Regions from separate parts of the Zea mays genome. Here region 2 is linked to region 1. The links are chromatin contacts, called in public Hi-C maps. All regions are on one chromosome and are shown on one strand. Each heading gives the region's core, a stretch centred on a gene start, on an enhancer-like site or on the middle of the called end of the contact. The rest is flanking DNA. Distances are from core to core; before and after follow the strand shown. Region 1 holds the start of LOC100192574. Region 2 holds the start of LOC103629679 (Putative B-box type zinc finger family protein).

What was found. A called contact is a pair of places that touch in the nucleus more often than the background predicts.
Region 2: a Hi-C map of endosperm shows a contact between it and region 1, with 3 times the contacts expected there. The contact joins the promoter of LOC103629679 here to the promoter of LOC100192574 in region 1. A contact is called at or near these places in 5 of 25 Hi-C or Micro-C datasets (bundle sheath, endosperm, leaf and 1 more).

The regions. Positions count from the first base shown.
Region 1 is chr6:104,274,397-104,277,096 of Zm-B73-REFERENCE-NAM-5.0, reverse strand. LOC100192574 reads right to left here and starts at 1,328. Exons shown (of 2, transcript NM_001165645.2): 1 at 759-1,328; 2 at 1-248. The coding sequence starts at 1,197. The coding sequence ends at 187.
Region 2 is chr6:104,430,141-104,432,840 of Zm-B73-REFERENCE-NAM-5.0, reverse strand. LOC103629679 (Putative B-box type zinc finger family protein) reads left to right here and starts at 1,288. Exons shown (of 1, transcript XM_008650796.4): 1 at 1,288-2,700. The coding sequence starts at 2,005. The coding sequence ends at 2,610.

The DNA of each region.
Region 1 (2,700 bases), core at 79-2,578:
TGAGGTCGTGGGTTCGCAGCAGCTGGGGAGCCCTTTCTCCAGAAGGTACTCATGTGGGGAGCCTTCGGCACTGGATTTGCCCACAAGTAGCTCACGAATTCATTACTTCATGACACCACTAAATGACATGAAAGTGACACCTTTTCCAGACCCCCTTCATCCAGTGCAATAACATAGCTCATCCATTCATTCCTCTTGAACTTGATTGGCATCCATATTTGGGATCTCCACTTCATCTGGAAAGCAGCCTGCATATATGTCGATACTCCGTGTAAGGCAGATGCTATAGAAACTGTTAGAGTATATTAGGCATGTTATAATATATTAGGCAACTACTAATATGGTTGGTTTAGGATTGATTATAATCCTGGATAACATTTCTTGTATCTAAGATAACATTCCTTGTATCTAAGATAATCTTCCTTATCTCTAGGATAGCCTTCTTGTCTTCAAGTCATGTACTCCTATATATTCTCTCTAAAGACTTGTTCCATATGGATTGAGTAGGTTTAGATCCATAGCAAGTCAAAATACAACTCAATCAGTTCAATCCACATCGAATTGAAATAACCAAACAAGGCCTAAAGGCTCGATGCAATACATCCAACATATTATACGCAATCTCTCCTTGCAGAAACAAAGCATAACGATAAAATGTCTCGAAATTGTTCTGATTTCTAGAAGTTCTTATGCACGCGTTTCAGTTCAGAATTGAGCACATCCGAATAGCGAAATGGAGATCCCAAATAGTCAGATACCTTCGATGAAATAGGTCGAGCACGGGTAACCGCGGGAGGAGGCGGCGACGGCGCGGGCCTCGTCGGCAGAGAGTCCCCGCCTCGGCGCTGCCGAGGAGCCCATGAACCCGCCAGCGTGGCCGATAAGCGCGAGAACCCCCAGGGCCGCGCCGGCGGGCCGGGGCGGAGCGAAGTAGGATGTCCCGGGCCGGAAGGGCGCCCAGTCGGGCTCGGCCATCCGCGCCATGGCGCTGTCGATCGCCTCCTCCAACCGCCGGGACTGCTCGGAGGCGTCCGTCGCAGGTGAAGAAGGCCCCGCGGCGTCCTCTTCAAGAACCTTCACCGCGCGCCGGCGAGTGTGGTTGTGCCGGCGGCTCAGAACCACGCCGGGCTGGGGCTGGGGCTGGGCCCCGAGGCGGCGCGCCAGGACCGCTGACCGGGAGCAGAGCACGCGTGCCATGGATGCCTTCACGTAACGCGTACGGAGTCAGAGTTGGCGCCCGGGAGACGGAGCAGCAGCAGCCTGTGAGCGCTTGCGTCCGACGGCGAGCTGGTGTGCGCGTCGCGAAGGTTGGGGGATCGTTGGGATTTGGGAAGAGGAGTGGGGAGCGTCGGTAGATATAGCATTTACTCAAGGGCTTTTCCGTAAAAAAGTCAGTAGCCAGCTAGCCGACTAGTCGGTCCAGAATCGGCTGCGTGTCCCACACTCACACGTCCGTTTTGGACGGAAACCGGCAAACCGCAGGCTGTGTCCGCCGGTTTATCTCAGGGGTATTTCCGTAATAATGAAATATGTACGAGGGGTTATTCAGAACATTAGCTACCGCCCACCTCTAGCTTAGGGGTCTGTTTGGTTGGGCTGTGGCTGTGAAAAAAGTTGCTGTGGGCTGTGAGCTGTGGAAAAAGCTGTTGTAGGCTGTAAGCTGTTAAAAAGCTAAAATCCGTTTGGTGGAAACCACTAAAAGTCGTTAAAAATTCTTCGATATATGTTTTCATAGTTCCATCCGAAAATCCACTTAAAGTAGGTCCAAGGGTGCTTTCAGATTTGCACTACAAGAAAGTCGGCTTTTAGAAAAAGCTGCTTCCTGGATCCAGTCCTTTAGTTGGCTTTTGGCTTTTAGTGGGGCAAAAGCCAAAGCCAAAAGTCAAACCAAACACAACCTAGATGTTACTAGAATAAGTGGCGCGACGAGACAATAGAATTCTTGAGTAAATTGCTATATACCTTTTATATAAATTGTTCTCGAGTTTTGGCAGATTGGAGCAATAGTAATAAAATACTTTAGATGTGCATGAGACTATCGCGATAATTAATGAGCATACAATATATGTTGTTCTAATCAGTCACACCAATCGATGTAGATGCATATGTACAAACAGAGCGCACAAAATTAAATTCCAGTTGATTCAAAAACATATCAATTTTGTTCTTGAAACTTCAGCATAGCAATCTTAAATTTTAACTTTTACAGACGCAGGTAGAAAGATCGGGTGAAGATATTTTTCAATTTCATAAGTTTATTTTTTAGGAATAATTATTTATCACAAATAGCAAATGATCTAAATTTTTCTCGAACACGCAGGAGAGTTGTGTATCATTTCATTAGCAGAAGGAAGAAAAATATCTTCTTTCGCTTCATCTTTGCTTCCAGTGTCTCTTTCCTTGATATGGTAGCAAAACTTTCTTATAAGCTCATATCCAGCAAACATATGCGGGACTTATTTTGCTTCCAGCAAACATATCTTCAAAGGGGGAGGGAGGGGGGGTCTTTGGTCTAAATAGAGAGCTTCGGCTTCATCCAGAAGAGGCGTCTCCGTTCGCAACCCATGTCGTGTGGGCAGTGAGGACCCGCCCCATCCATCCTTGCAGAAGCCATTGGCCATCCTGGCAAACCAAGAAATCTTTGTGGTAATGCTTCATGACCTCGTCTTTGTAGCCATCCAGAAGAGGCCTGCTCGTTCG
Region 2 (2,700 bases), core at 39-2,538, 160 kb before region 1:
ATATTATGTACAACTAACTTTTGTTTAGGATCATTTATTTATTATATACTCCAATCTATCGTAAAATAAATATAGAGCTAACTAATTTTAAACTAACGACGATCGTGGAAACTGAGGCTTGAGACGAAGGAAATGGAGGAATTTTGCTCCCAGTTACACTTTCTTCGTCAACAAAGACAAGTAATACGTTTGATTCCTCACGTAAAAAAAAAGTGACACTGTGTTCCAAGAGCCAACAAGTCATCGTAGATCCGTGCAAACAAATTGATGTAAAAAATGGAAATAAATATTTATAGATACGTGCAATATTTACTCTATTAATATACTGAATCTAGGTTTTAATTTATCTCACGTTCAAAAAATATAAGAAAATAAATCTTTTTATATTGAATAAAGTATTTTTCTCTATTTTTTTATATTTCTTGGGCATAAGACATCTGTCTTCATTTTCTCGTTTTGTTGGCATGGAATAGATTAAGATTTAAATTCTAATACACTGGTAGAAGGGACAGTAAAGTATATCTTGTTTTTTTTATATATGGGGTTAGTAAGGTTTAAAAGTTTGATTGCACGATTGATTCTAGGGATGACAGGTTTCTTCTGCTGACAGGCAGGAAACAGTGAAAAAAAACTTTTAAAACGCAAAAAAAAAAAAACGTAAATCAGTAGAAGTTTCGAGAAGAGCATCGACACAGTAGAACAGCACTAAAAAAGTAGTGGCCCGCCCAAGACCAGAGAACCCATATATTCGTACACGCATGCGGCGAGATCGCGCCTGGCGCCCGCGGATGGCACGCGCAGGCCCTGGGACGTGGCCCTGGTTTTTCATGCGAACCGTTACCACCAGCACGTCGTCATTAGCGGGCGGAGAGGCACGAGTCGGTGCGGACTTGCCCTGCCCGGCCGGGCGATCAATCTCCTAGTGGTCCGTTGCCCAGTCCCCCGGATATTTTCCCAGGCAGAGGCAGAGCGGAGAGGCAGCAGAAACGTTCCGTTGCCGCAACGTAACGTAAGCAGAGGCGGCAGGCGATCTAGCGTCCTGTGCCAGGAAGATGAGTGCACGTGCACGCAACCGAGCAAAAGACACAAGGGCCGGATTCCATCCCATTCACGTGCCACGGACGCAGGCCAGTTCAGGGGCCGTTCGTTTCTTCCCTTGGAGGCGTGAAACAATTTCTAGTCAATTTATATAAGTAGTCCATTTCTGAACAAACGAGTGGCCCTAGCCCGATAAGGTTTTGTGGACGAGGGCGACTGTACGTACGTTACGTTGCGTGCCAAGAGGCGCCCACCGACTCCCCCGAGGTCCCAGTCCCAGCCCATCGAGCGGTCCATGGCCCGTGGGGGGTTGTGGTTATAGTTAGCTCCATTCAATCAATCCTCCGTTTCCTCCTCGGCTAACCATAGCCACTTGTGTTGTTGTACGTACCGCGTTTGTTGTTAGCAAGAAAGAAACTGCCGAAGGCGCGCCAAAGGAAATCCGCGAGCCCAGGTGGCGCGCGGCCATCACACATGTTAGGGGAGGTAGGGTAGGAGAGGACTGGACTGGACTGGACTGGAGGAGAGACGATACATGAGACATGTGGGCGCGAGCCGCGAGCGATCGTCCCCGCCTGCCTGCCGCCTCCACGTCGTCCTCGCGAGAGCGACGGGCCCCGCGTCGCGTGCCATCTCCGGACTGCACGTGGAAGGCTCCACCCAACGACGTCACCGGCGCACAGGCACAGCCACCCGGACCCGGCACCGCTCGTCCCACTCCCGGCCTCCTCCTCTCCTCCTTAAATACGCGCCGCGCCGAGCTCTAGTATAGCCAACCGTTTCCACCATCGACCATCCATCACCTCACCTCCAAGCTCCAAGGAATCTACCCTCGCTCTTCTCACAAAGCGCTGCAGCGGACAGCAGAGCAGCACGAGAGAGCCGAGCGCGAGGTGCAGGACCGCAAAACAGAGGCGAAGCGAAGGACCTAACCTACGTAGCACCGCTCAGCTCCGCTCCGCGGCGATGGGTCACCGCCGCCACGAGGGGTCGTGCCGCTGCGAGCTCTGCGGCGCGCCCGCGGCCGTGCACTGCGCGGCGGACGAGGCTTTCCTCTGCGCCGCCTGCGACGCCAAGGTGCACGGCGCCAACTTCCTCGCGTCGCGGCACCGCCGCACGCGCCTCCGCCTCGCGGCCGCGGGACCCCCGCCGCCGGACGACGAGGCCGGGTACGGGTCCGCCGCGAGCTCCTGCGTGTCCACGGCCGACTCGGCGCCGCGGCCGAGGCGTGGGGCCCGCGCGCCGGCCGGGAGCGTGCGCCCCGAGGCCGTGCTCGAGGCCTGGGCCAAGCGGATGGGGCTCGGGGCGGGGGCGCGCCGGCGCGTCCCGCCGCGCGTCGCCGTGGCCGCCGCTCTCTGGTGGGAGGCGGCGGGGCGGGGCGGGGTCGGGGGCCACGCCCAGGCGCTGCGGCGGCTGGAGGCGTGCGCGCACGTGCCGGCGAGGCTCGTGCTGGCCGTCGCCGCGTCCCTCGCGCGCGCGCGCGCGCTCTTGCGGAGGGCCGCCACGGACGCCGTGGAGGGCTGGGACGAGTGCGCGTGGGCGGGGCCCAAGTCCAGCCCGTCACGCTCTTGATCCTCTCCCTCTTCCTTTGTCGTGCTGCTGCTACTGCTCGCTGAAGAAACAACACGAGGAGCATATGGACATGGCGGCCGGCTGGAGAGA